Linked DNA regions of Anas platyrhynchos: region 1 is linked to region 2. The links are chromatin contacts, called in public Hi-C maps. All regions are on one chromosome and are shown on one strand. Each heading gives the region's core, a stretch centred on a gene start, on an enhancer-like site or on the middle of the called end of the contact. The rest is flanking DNA. Distances are from core to core; before and after follow the strand shown.

The links. A called contact is a pair of places that touch in the nucleus more often than the background predicts.
Region 1: a contact with region 2 is called in a Hi-C map of subcutaneous adipose tissue, with 2.4 times the contacts expected there. The contact joins the enhancer-like site here to the promoter of LOC101797805 in region 2. A contact is called at or near these places in 2 of 8 Hi-C or Micro-C datasets (skeletal muscle and subcutaneous adipose tissue).

What each region holds. Positions count from the first base shown.
Region 1 is chr2:154,622,426-154,629,314 of IASCAAS_PekinDuck_T2T, forward strand. It overlaps DLEC1 (DLEC1 cilia and flagella associated protein), which reads right to left. Exons shown (of 38, transcript XM_072033868.1): 24 at 6,776-6,889; 25 at 6,189-6,256; 26 at 4,915-5,066; 27 at 4,268-4,371; 28 at 3,762-3,832; 29 at 2,683-2,900; 30 at 1,663-1,788; 31 at 1-59. Among named protein-coding and RNA genes, the nearest start is that of ACAA1, 21 kb to the left of the region's middle. Within about 2 kb of position 5,391, at least 2 of the 8 cell types and tissues checked have an H3K27ac peak or open chromatin away from gene starts, as enhancers often do. A contact at or near this core is called in subcutaneous adipose tissue, where this site is marked.
Region 2 is chr2:154,527,295-154,533,831 of IASCAAS_PekinDuck_T2T, forward strand. LOC101797805 (cryptochrome DASH) reads right to left here and starts at 2,037. Exons shown (of 14, transcript XM_072033869.1): 1 at 1,928-2,037; 2 at 1,097-1,269. The coding sequence starts at 1,984.

The DNA of each region.
Region 1 (6,889 bases), core at 4,141-6,640, 98 kb after region 2:
GGGAGGACATGCGGGGTGAAGGAGATGCAAACGGAGATGCTGCCACCTCCTGGAACCACCTGCAATCGAGAGACGCCTGCTGAGCCATGCAGGCAGCTGCCGGGGATTGCACAAGCACCCTCAGCGCTCAGCTGCTAAAACAGAGTTACACAAGGAGCCTGAAATCCTCTGGGAATGGGCTAAGCTCAGGGCACGCACTGAAATGACAACATGTGGCAACAAAACTGGTTTGATTATTTCAGCTGCAAATATCAGTCTGGCCATTTTATCAACAGTTTAAGCACAGCCACAGAACAGCTCCCCTGAGCACACATACATCCCTGTCTGGTTTTAGAAATAATACCTAATTCTACCCAGTTCTTCCCACTCTTCCTCCAAGGCTAACTCCTACAACTGACAGTATTCAGAGACATAAAAAACCTTTTGCAAAGAGGTACAAGTGTGAATTATGAGTGTTTTACAATTCAGTTTACTCTTGGTCATTTTTTACTTTACTAACAGCAGGGAATGTACTAACCAGCTACAGGGGATTTCCTGTGATGTACAGGTTAAATAGGTTCTGCACGATTAAACCTTGTTATTGCTGCAAAAACACTTTTGCCTGCAATTTCTCCTGCAGAACTAGCCCAGGTCTAGCCAAGTTTGTGAGCTCGGGCCGTGTGGTGTGTGCTGCTGTCAGGCTAGTGCTGTGCAAAAGCAGCCTCCCTGAGTTCATGGGATCACAGGGTGAGCTGTTTGGCCCTGCTGGATTTATGTTCAGAAGCAGCAGCTCTCCTTGCACCGTGTTCCCCCACTCAGAGCAGTGAGGACATAAGGAAGCTCTGCCTGAGGTCTAGCAGGGCCAGAGCAGGGCTGGAGCTAGAAAGCTCTGCCATATCCTAAAACACTACAGGGGCTGGTCAGAGAGCTTATTTGAGCTACCAGACCTTCTTGGATCAATAATGGAAATATTGAGGACATTTCTGAAAAAACAAATACCTGAATGGCTCTATAGGCATCAACTACATTCCATGTGGGCCAAGATCTCTGCTGGCTACACTGAATAGAGACTCTCTCCACAAAGGGACACTTGTGTTATCTTAGCTATCTCAGTATCAGATCACCCCAGAGCTGACCGTAGGCTTCATTGCTTTCAGAAGCCATTTCCATATTTTATTTTATTTTTAATGTATTCTTTAGCTTATTCTAACTTGTAACTGAAACTCTTCAGCAAAAAACTTGCTAATCAAAACGGACACACTGGTGTCTTGGGCAACCCTATCACTCATAGTTAGGTGTTCAAGTGCTTTAGCTTATTTCTAAGGAATTGTGACAAGGTGGCCCCTTTTGGTAGCATTTTTTTTTGACATACAGTGAGTTACAACTGTTTATTCAGAAATGTTGTCTACCAAAAACCCCTTTCCCAGCAGCCTGCTTTCTAAGCCTGCCAGCTTTACTTAGCAAATCTGCACTGATTAAATAATGTGCTGCTAGAGCATCAGGCTGGATGCCTCCCACTCCATGCCACACACTTCACTGAGGCAAGCCAAGGGAGAAGTTGTTCTCGCCCTCCAGGCCTACTGTTTAGTAGTCTCTGCTCCAACCCCAAGCTTCCTTTTCCTTTGTCTCTGCTATCCTACAGAAAACATGCTAAATCTAAGCACAAAGAAATGTACAGCTTACTATCTGTCTTGGAGTGACGGAGTAGGGGTTGTTAGCAGGAACCCCTTCATGAGGCCGTATGAGTACAGAGACAATCTTCTGCATTGCAGGTTCTTGAGCGATCTCTTTGCTGTCTGTGCCTGAAGACTGCAGGGACACAAGGGTGGGGAATGGTTAAAACGGTTACGTTGCAAAGGAGGAATGCAAGTGAAGTGTACAGGGAACTGTCCGTAAGCATGGCCAGCTCCAGTTTCTTTCTGGCACAAAAGCTGGACACATGGATGTGTCCTGCACATACATTTTTTCATGCATAGGTTTGCTCTCCTCAAACCAAAACCTCTTGAAAAATGTGCATGCTTGGGTCCTGTTCAGCAAAGAGCAGCACTCAGCTGAAACATCCCAGGCCCATTATATAAACCAGCACTCTAGGGAAACAACTTTCCCTTGCTGCACGTGGAACATTGGAGGTGTTTTCAGAACAACTATGCCTTCTGAGCTGAAACAGAGAAAAGGTGCTTTCTGTGAAGCTTTTGCTAGATCCTGCATAACACCTTCTTGCTGTTGTTCCCAGTCTTTCACAGCAGTAAGTTGCCATATTATAATAAAACTTTACATATTAGAGTCTGTTACAACATGGTAACATCTAACAGAACCAGTCTGGTTTGGCACTAGGAAAAATGCCTCCAAGACATTAGCTGTGATTTGAACTCTGCACTGTAGATTCTGCTCTGTGACTGCAGCACTTAAAGTAGCCATGAGAAAAGTAGATCCAAACTGATTTGTTTGTCAAAGACTGTTTTAAGAAGTATCAGACTAGCTTTCCTAAAGAGAAGGAGAAGCTGAAGAGCTATTTGTTTATAGCTTGTTTTGGAAACTGATTACTGATACCTATAGTCACCTACTGATGCATTGCTTTTTTGACTTTTGAGAGGAGCTGACATTTAATAATCCAGGCCTTGCATGTTCTTGTTTTCAACCGTTCATGCCAAGAAACCCATCATGTATCTCAGCAGCAGTATAAAAAACAGACTAACAGCTGACCTCATCGGTGGTTTGCAAGGCTGGATAAACGCTTCCACAGGGAATGGGGGGTTGATCCAATTCTAACGCGATCTCCAACTCCGAGTTGCTACCAGTTGATGCAGTCTCATTTTCATCCACGTCCTTAGGAGGGAAAGGGTCTCCAAAGAACATCAACAGGTCCACCAGCTTTTTATCATCTTTTACTTGGTTGTAAGTTTCCCAGTCCAGGCGGATGTCTGAATTGAAAGGAGAAAGGACAGTTGTTTCTGGTCATTCAGAAGACTCACAGCTTAGTTGGCTCTATGGAACAAGAAGATCAAGTAAAGAATTTGTTGTCTAGCAACTGGATTTGTATTAGAGTACATGTTAAGCTTTGCCATGTTTGCTGTAAACAAACGATATTGAGTTAAGAGCATGTGTGCATACCCTTATTACAGCTTGTTACAGCTCTCTAGATCCCAAACTATAATTTCAATAACATCAACATAAATGATAAGTAAACATTAAAATAAACGGTAAGTACTTTGTTTGTTAAGCAAACATTTTTGGTGGCATTCAGGAAAAAAAAAAAGGTGATTGAGCATTGCTTTGAAGAGCTTAAAATCTCACTTGAGATAAAAAGACTAAACACAGAAGAGCCTGATGCCGCTAAGAAGCAGGTGAGAATTTCACAAAAACAGTATGGAAAATCCTGAATTTGCATCATTTCAATGAGGAATACGAGCCCAGATGCACTAGGATGGGATGTGCTGTTTCATAGTAATAACACATTGAGTCAGTAACACATTTTCCTGTCCTCTGTCTGGAGCTCAGATGATTTACTGTTGCAGACAGCAAACTAATACTCATGGCAATAATGCCCTAATAATAAATACTACCATTCAGATAAAGACCAGACAACTCGTACTATTTTTCTGTACTAGCCAAGTTAGAAAACAGCTTAGATATTGTCTTACAGACTGTCAATGTCTTTACAAAAAACATCCTGATAAGGAAACAAGGCCAGTTAGTTAACATGTTAATGGGTTGTTCTATTTTTATTATTACAGGGAGCACAATGCAAGTGTTGGTGTTTGTTTTACAAAAATTAGTGTTACCAAAGGGAGTGGGATTGTTGAGCCGCACACTCCGTAACACAGGACACCCTCCAGAAACGCAAGTGCCAAACCTGAGGGGGGAAACCTGCTGTTAGAACATGCAGAGAATAAGTGAATGTCCAAAACAATTTTTCGATAAAAATTCATTTAAATTGGAGCATATCTGGCTGCACTGGCAGCCTGTTAAGTTTGGCCAGCAGGTAACACATGGCCAATGCTGCAAAATACAACATTACTTTCTTTAATCAGTCTTTCTTCCAGTCTTAGTTGTCTCTTAGACATTTCAGGGTGAACATGTGAAGTCAGGAAGATTTGTTTGTATATTCTTTTTAAATTATGCTGGCAGAGACAAATGCATTGGTGCTACAGAAGCAGTTATTGTACTTCTGCAGTCACTGTGCTGACCTGCTCATTATATCACAGGAAGATGGGAACAGGTATATATGTTGGCTACTGCCCAGTGGTGTTTAATTGTCTGACTTCTCTGACACTATTTTGGGCTGTACCTGATGATGGGTTGCTGTGTTTGTGGTCCTGTCATCTGCAGGAAGATTGGACAGCCTTTCACAGTCATTTGCATAGGAATTAATTTAGTTTGTAAGTCTCCCACCTATTAAAAATGATTTTTTGCTATTAGAATCAAGATATAACTCTAGTACCTTGGCTATAAAATTACGTTTTGAAAACCAGTTTGGATTTTCATATGTTTTGACTTGTATCTTTTAAAAGCACCTAATTCATATGCACCTAATTCATAAGCTAAAGTTTTTCTCAGCAGGAGAATACAAAAGCTCATACATTAATCAGCTTCCCTGCGGCCTTCCTATATAATATAATTAATAATTGTATTGGTAGAGCATAGTGCACTGGCCAGCTACCAAACATATTTTATTTGTCAAAATTGCTCCAGTTACTTTTAAGACACATGGAAAACTCCCCAGGGACACATTACCCCAGAACTACACCAAGAACTGCAAGAGCAAGGAATTGTTCCTTACATGTCGTTGGAGGTAATGGTAGCAATAACTACCCTGAACTTTTACAGATAAGCTAATTACCTGAAAAAGAATTTTTAACAGAAAGGAATCTGGGAAATATAATTGGTGTCAAATCTGCTATAGCAATATTTAATTTGAAACCAAGCCCCACCTACCTTACAGACAAGATCATCGCGGTATTCTCCCCACATGTTGTTGTAAGCTGTTATTTCTATGATTAGCTGCTGGAAGGCTTTCAGAGTTCCTGAGGAAGGTTGTACATGGAAAGCTACTCCCTTCCCATGAGACAGCAGCGCTGCTGCAAATGCTGAAGGAGCACAGCAAAGAAGTATTTGATAAGTTTTGAGGAAATGGAACAAAGTCAGCCTTTCAAAGAAAACAGAGGACTGATCTTTAGCTGGTGTTAATCAAGATAACCTCACTGGCTTCAAAGAAAATGGGATCACTTACATAGCCCATATTTTTACTGCTTTACTCCCTTCTGCAGTGGGCCTTAAAAAAAAAAAGGCAGTTTAAGTGAGTCAGTTCTTGCAGAGATTATTTCATAGTCTCCCTTCGAACAACCTGTTCCAGGCCTCTGAGATATGCAAGGCAACGATTGGTTACATAAAAACACACCCTCAGTTTGGGAAAAAATAAGCTGGAATTTGTGCTAACTGGTTATCTTTCTATTAGCAGCAGCTGCCTGTTTACCTCTGTGTGCTTTTCAACACAAAGAATGTGAATTACAAAGAGCAGAGCCCTTCCACATTCTGAGTCACTTAGTCTTCTAAATCAATACACTTGCATGGAATCTGTCAGAACAGCTTTTTTTTCTAATCTTAAGGGCTAATTCAACAGCTGAAAAGCTTTGTCTTTTTAACAGATACCAAACACTATGGCAAGCTACCAATATATCCAAGTTTTATTTTGGATACAGAAGACGCATCCACACTTTACAGCATTTTGATCCCACTTCCCCCCCTCCCTCGGTCCCCTGTGGCTCCAAGTATTATTGTTTTCAGTGCAAGGCACCAGAAATGATGGATGGGCTGTGGGGTAGTTTTCTACAGCGGGAGATAAATAAAAGGGTTTGAGGGAGAAAGGCCTGCTGCAATGGTATCGGAAGACAACATAGAAAGGAAACGGCCAAAGGTTATACATCTTGTCTGTACTGGGAATGAACTATAAGTAGAATCACCCATCTTTGTTTAAGACCGTTGGTTTCTTTTAAAAAAAAAAAAATTAAAAAATGACCTAATGCTTATGCAATGTGGAGTTTCAGCCTCAAGAATGAAGTGAGGAACCAAGCTGTTTAAGTGTAGACTTAGCCAAACATTCCAAGGAAAAAAAAAACTATGTGCCTGACTGGCAGATTTAATGCTGAATGTGGTAGTCAGATGGTTTTTGCCTTCTCTCCACTGTGTGGGATAACAAATATTTCTCATACCTGACTGCGCTCTTTTGGCTGCATGTTTTGTGATGGGCCCTCTCCTTTTCACCAGGTGGCCTGAAGAGCTTGAAAAAAAAAATTAAAAAAAAAAAAAACACATGACAATTCTGTGAAATGACCTTGTCTCTGCTAAAATAACAGCTCAGCTGACTAATCATTTAGTGGCCATTATTACTTAAAGAAGGACTGCCTGCAAAGTATCTTTTGGAAGTAACATCCTTAAGTGAGAATTAACTTAAAAGTGTTGTAAGGCTGTGTACAACCCAGCACAACAGAGCCTTGGCAGGTACAAACCAGCTTACATCCATTGGCAACAATAGTGTTTTGTCATTTATGCCAGCTAAAACTTCTGTCCTGGCACTGCAAGCGATCTGTTCCTGCAGGAAGTATCATCAGCACTTTTCATTACCAGAGTCAAAGAGCTTTAAAAAAAAAAAAAATCAATCTAAAACAAAATCAACCAACACCAGAGAACTGCAGAAAGTGCATCTTGTGACACAGGAAACAGCACTCTGTCTTGATTTCATTTTTAATCCAGATCTCTATTAGTATTTGAGTTATTATGCAGAAAGGTTAAGACTTACAGGCAGATTTCTTCTGGAGTAGGTGAGTAGCCAGTAAAATACTCAGCTTCTAGTTTGAATGGTGCACTGATTGCGGTGTGATTGGTAATAATCAGCTGACGTTTTACTATATCT
Region 2 (6,537 bases), core at 787-3,286:
TCACACACGCACAGGCTGAGATTTGAGAACTGAATCCTCTTCCGATCTCCTTTGCAGGTAGCGGTGGCTTGTGGGCAGACCCCCCTCTGCTTTCACGTGGGATTGTTCAGAGGAATTCTTTCCTCAGCTTAGTAAGAATCAACAAAACTCCCCTCCCACACTGCAACCCCACAAACTGCCCAGCTGTGTACCCAGGGCACCGAGCCAAAAGAGAAGCTGTGGTGAGAAAGCTGGCCAGAGGTGGGTGCAGAGAATTCCAGGCAGAACAATCTCTCAGCAGCCACTAAGGGTGGCCCAGCAGCATTCAAGCAGCTCTGGATCTGTTCGCTGCAGGGTGAGGGTGCAACTACCCACTGATCGCTTGTTTCAGCCCCCCAAAACACCCCTCAACCTGCATGATCTGCACTGCCACTCTTCTTGCATCTCCTGCCAACGCTGCGCTGCCCTGGGAGAAGATGGGCTCGCTGATGCATCTTCTGCTAAGCAAAGCCAAATGTTCCCAAGTACTGGGATCTCTTTCATTTCCTGGTCTACCCTAAGTATAGTTCCTAAAGGTACATGAAAGAGGAATCCCTGAAGATCCCCTTCCCACGGCATAGCCTGCCAAAGGGAACAGGTTTGCTGGGACAGGGCATGAGCAAATTTAACTCCAGTATCACAAAACAGGACCCACAGAGGTCTGGCAAGTAGGTTTCTGAGGAAAACTTGCTAGGGACAAGGAAAGAAGCATGCTGAGGTGCTTGGTGCCACTGCCCGTGTCTTGGAAAACTGCAGTTCATGTCTCTGCAGGATTCTGGGCAAAGAGCTTGTGGCTGAGACCCATCTGTGCTATCTGAGGTCAGGAAAGCAAAATCTGAACGGCACACAGCCTGGATGTTACCTAAAAGTGAAAAGTTAGCCTCAGTCCCTTGCAGATGCCACAGCAAGCCATCCAAACAGGGCTTGGGCAGTGACCAATGCTAACAGAAGGGCTGCTCTCTGGAACAAACCGTCATCACAGCCCCAAACTGTCAGGATTTGACTCACAGCATAGATAAGTGTTGAAAAATAGAAGGAAAATTAAAACAGATGTGGTATCTCTATGGTGCTTTCTCACCTTCCTTTCTTCTTGAGCGTTTCCCTCAGATCTTTCACGCTTTCCAGCAGAAACCTGAGCCGGTGCGGCCCCGTCTTTGGGAAGCCGTAGCAGTGCGTGCCCGCGTAGTGCCGCGGGTCGAAGCAGTAGAGGGGAATGAGGTAATCGGCATTGCTGGCAGCCCAGTGCAGCACCTGGAAATATGGAGAGGGCCTTGACAGCACAGGTGTGGGGGATTTAGGGTTGGGGTTGGGGATGGGGCTGGAGCTGGGGTTGGGGTTAGGGTTGGGGTCAGGGTTAGGGTTAGAGTTAGGGTTAGGGTTGGGGTTGGCATTGGGGCTAGGGTTGGGGTTAGGTTTAGGGTTGGGGTTGGGGTTAGGGTTGGGGTTGGCATTCAGGCTGGGATTGGGATTGGGGTTGGGGTTAGGATTAGGGCTAGGGCTAGGGTTAGGGTTACAGTTAGGGTTAGGGTTACAGTTAGGGTTAGGGTTACAGTTAGGGTTGGGGTTGGGATTGGGGTTAGGGTTGCAGTTAGGGGTTGGGTTGGGATTGGGGTTGGGGTTAGGGTTGGGTTGGGGTTAGCGTTAGGGTTGGGGTTGGGGCTGTGTTTGCGGTTGGGGCTGTGGTTGGGGTTAGAATTGTGGCTGGGGTTGGGGTTAAAATTGTGGCTGGGGTTAACGTAAGGGGTAGGGTTGGGGTTGGGGCTGGGGTTACGGTTAGGGCTGGGGTGAGGGTTGGGCTTGGGGTTGGGGGGGGCCACCTCTCTGCAGATTACCCACGAGCGGGGTGGCACCCGGGGTACTTGCACAGAACCCCCCCCCCGCTGAGGGGATTTCTCCGGCCGGGCCCTACCTGGTTATCGTGAGCCCGCAGGTCGCAGCGCAGCAGGCAGACAGCTGCCCTCGCCATGGCCCTCCCTCAGCCCGGCCCCTCAGCCCTCCCTGTTCTTTCAGCCCGCCCCGATTCTCCTCATCCCTCCCCACTCCTTCAGCCCGCCCCGGTTCTCCTCTGGCTGCCTGAGGCTCTGCAGAGCCACCGCATCGCCACCAGGCCATCCTCGAGGTCCCTTCCAACTCCCCGTCTTGGTGGTTCTCCTGGAAGCCCCGAGGAGGCACGGGGACCGTGGTGTCAGCCTACTGCTTGCTCACCTGCTGCTTGCGAGCTGTCACTTCAGCAATAAACGTCGTGATTCCCAGCACTGACGGCAGCGAAGTGAGGCTGGCCTCATCCGATCGTTTCCGTAATTCGGCGTCAGACAGCGGGGATCACGCATCCCTCGCTCAGTCTGCATTACTCACTGAATTGTTCCTCGGGGTCTTTTTTTTTTTTCATTCAGCTGCTCTCATAATAAGAGGAAACGTTAAAAAACAAAACAAAACAAAACAAAACAAAACAAGCGGTCTGCGTGGCTCCCTGGCCCAGGTCTCCAGCCACATCCTCCTCGTGTCCGCCCCGCTGGTGCTGCTGGGCTGGACGAGGATGGAGAGGGGTTACTGGTGATGTCGGGGATCAGGTTTACAAGAAGGAATTCTTCCAGACATACCCAAAATGCTGAAAGGGACATCAGGTGGAGCCACACCGGCTCTTAAACACCCACCAGATTGTAGCACCCTGATCCTACAGAGTCCTGGGGAGTCCCGGTTTTATTTTCAGCGCTGCGCGTTGGCTGCCTGCGGGAAGTGGTGCCGCTTCCCCACGTGCTCCCTGTGACACAAAACCTCCTGAGTCCCTTTCTGTGGGCTCTTTTTCCTGGCTCAGCAGCCTGCCAGGCCCTCTGTAAGAGCCGGTGACTCATCTCGGAGGCCTCCTGGTTGGTGAAAGGAAAAGGAGAGCCGCAAACTTTGGCCCGCGCCCAAGGAAAACACTGCTGTCGGCTCACAACGCGCACGCTGCGGAGGGAAGCCTCTCCCCTCATCGCACCAGAAATTAAAGGGTTTTATCAATCTGGTTTAGTAAATCTTCCCCGTTTGCCTCTGCCTTCGTCAGGGTAAGGACAAGCAGTGCAGTTGGCTTCACTTCTGTCTGCAGACGAGTAATGACATCCGCTGGTGGCTTGCTCAGAGCTGGCACTGCGAATCCAAGAGGTCTTATTTAAGGTGCGTGCAAGAGAGAGGTGCCCAAAGGCTGAAAATGCTCCTTTCCCACTGGAAAGGAAGGCTGCTTTAGCAGAAATAAAGAGAAGAGAGGAGATTTGAAACTCCTGCTACGCCGAGGAGGAAGCAAAAGTGGGTTTAGAAGCAAGCACGGCTCAGCCAGATTGCTGTTTGTGTAAAGGATGCAATGGTGTTCAGGAAAAGCGGTGGTGAGGAGCACTTTGTTCCAAAATTAGAAACCAGGAGAGCTGTCTGTGTTATCCGTGGGCTCTGGAGATCCTCGCCTGGTTTTTCCATTCCGATGAACACAGTCACCGAGAAAAAAAACTTTATTTACTTTTTTCCACTGACACCTGTCTCTTCACTCCGAGGTGGCGTTCCAGCTTTCCAATCCCCCCTAAGCAGCGCCGAACCTTTGCCAGGAGGCTCTGCAGTAGCAGCAGGCCTTACGCCAGCACGGAACAAGCTTTCCACGTTCGTGGGACATGGGGGGAGGTCTGTGAACTCACGTAGCCGTCCTCTTCCCCTTCGGGTGTCCCTGTTCATTCACTAAAGCCATTTATCAGCTTGCGTTTATTCCCAGAGGTGCCACGGTCAGAAATGTTTGTTGCACCTATCATGGGTAACAGAGCCACAGAATTACACCTCATCGTTCCTGCAGCACACTCTCCTTTTATGCCTTGTGCAGAACAAACCTGCCAGAAAGCCAGCTGGTTTTGTGCCAGAGGAACTGGAGGGGGGTCCAAGCTTCCTTTTCTCCTCCTCCTCTCTCCTCTGTCCATTTACGTCCATGTCCATAAGCACCTGTGACCAACCAGCTCCACTCAGGTGGTGTTTCAGGTGGCTAAAGTAACAAAACGGGCCTAAATAATTTCCTCTCTCAGTTTGGAAGCAGGTCCCAGCCTTTGCTTTCTCTAAGCCTCTGTGAGAACGATGCTTCTGCAGCTAGTTTGTCGTGCATGAAACGGCTGGCACCACTGTTTGATGGTTTACTGAGTCTCCCCCCGTGCCCTGCACAGAATCTTGAACCACGCCACCATCAGCTGTTTCTGTAAGAGCTTACCTGTGATGTAGCGCTCAAAGATAGCTTGGAGTGATTCTGTTTGCAGTCCTGCCATGGCCAAGCATATGCCCTAACGTCTCCTTGGGTATGACAAGGACAATCTCATTTTCTGGGAGTTGAGCAGCCTAAATCCTCCCCACCAGCATTAGACACCTCTTCCTTTTCTGATATTCCATCAGAGCCTTTCCCCGGTGCCATTTGCCACACTTATTTGAAGAGCTCTTGGCTTGTCTTGGCTCTTGCCAGCAGGCAGTGTGTGAGGACCGTCTGATTTTGGTTCTGCCACCTTTGTAGGACAGCACACAGACTGGTCGCTCTCCCTAGGTCAGCCCGTGATCATTAAATCTGTCATTTCCCCCGCTGCCTTTCAGCGCTGTTTCCTCCATCAGGAGCCTGATGACTTTCTGCGAGCTCTCATCCACCTGCAATTACTGCACTCGGCTGAGGTTTGCCAAACGGTTTAAATAAATGGGTTAGTGGCTAGGGTCAGCTACTGCTTGTGGCTGCTGTAACACGCCCTCGCCTGGAGTATGCCCTCAAAATACAAGAAGAACCTACCTGGCTGAAGGATCAGATGCGCACAGCTGCAATTAAAGTAGCTTAATGTCAATAAATTAAATCCTTGCTTAATGTAATCCAACGTGGCTTCACCAGAGCTGACCGAAGACTTGCTTCAACCCTCGGCTGAGTAGGAATCTCAGTTCAAAAGGCTTCTAAAGCAAAAAAAAAAAAAAAAAAAAAAAAAAGAATTTGCGGTTTTGTGGTCACAATTAGGCCTGGGAACATCACGTCTTTGTCGTGTTCTGATTCAGACTTCCTCCTGTATTATTGGAACGGCTCGGTTCAGCCTCTGCCTCCAGCTCTCGTGCTGCACGGTGGATGTAACATCACTGCCACAGCGCATCCGAGCGTTGGCTGCCTGCGTCTCAGAGAGCCATCTCTGATGATAATGGAAGCACGGAATATTCCAGACAGTTACATTTATAGAAGGATACACTCAGGTCACCTCAGGCATCGTAAAACACAGATCCCAATGTTCCTGCCCGCTGAGGTACGTCGATAGACACCAGGCCCTTTCTGTGATGCCTGGTATGGGCTCCACATCTCTTGGAGTTTTCTCTTGGGGACGAATCCCCCATTCCGAGCAGTCCTGCAGGCCCCTTCTCCTTCCCGTGCAGCAAGGAAAGGTTCTGTGCTGGAGATGGGAAGAGCCAGCACTGAACAAGGATGTGAAGGATTGTTCTGCAGGCCCGCTAAGAGCTGAGCCCTGATCCTGCGGGTGACACATGTGAACCAAAAAAAGGAGTCAGGTAAAAAGCCTTCACTTTCTCCACTCCTCCCCAAATAATATTTAGCGTGGTCCCCACCAAGTTCTACCTAAAATAGCTTTTGTCTGTCGCCATTTACCCATTTAGATCAGATCTACGAGCTGCATCAACTTGCTGCTATTGTACTATTGCAGTTGGACTCCTGCCATCCTCCCCCCGTGGGTTTTCCACAGATCTCGATTTCAAAGTTTCGGCGCTTGCAGAACTCCGTTGTGTGAGTTCAGACAAGCTAAAAAAAAAATTAGTCATGTTTCCTCTATTCCTGCTGCTTTACGAGGCTTCCTATTTGCAATCCAATTATTTTTAATTTTGACCGTGGTCCTATTGTTCGCTGGGGAGATAATCATCTTATCTCGCCGCCGGGCTATTTCTCTCCTTTCTCGTGTAGTTTCAGATGGATTCAAGAAATGCCCCTCGCACAAAGCACACCGAGTTGGGCGAAAGGGCATTTCACGACCGCTGGCTGCTGCGAGATTTGGGAAATGTCTCCCTTTTGGACAAAGTAAGAGGTTGGAAGGACGCGGACATGCCGCAAGGGCAGCTGTTTCGGTGTGCTAATTGCATAGATGGTTAATTTTTATCCATCCCGGAGCACCCTCACGGAAACACGTGGGTGAAGTGAAAAGGCAGCGGGTGACACTGAGTTTTGCTCACCAGCTCTGAACATTGGCCACAGATGACAACTGTCTGTGATTTTGGTCAGGGAGAAGCCAGAAAAATGTCTGAGTGCTCCTGCGGGACCCTTCTGCTCCTTGTTTCCCTGCTGAAACCACGTTAGCTCCATGCTGGAAAGTGGGATCTCCCCGCCGGGCTGTGCATCCCATAGGAAGGCTTTCCACAGGACATCCACGAACGCTCTCAATCCCCTCCACATGTCCTGAGACCTTATCAAAGGGATTTAAACAGCAGCAGGTCAGTTCATCGCATTTTGAGGCTTGATTTTGAGTCATTTCCACAGGAAATTAAATGCCCAGGACC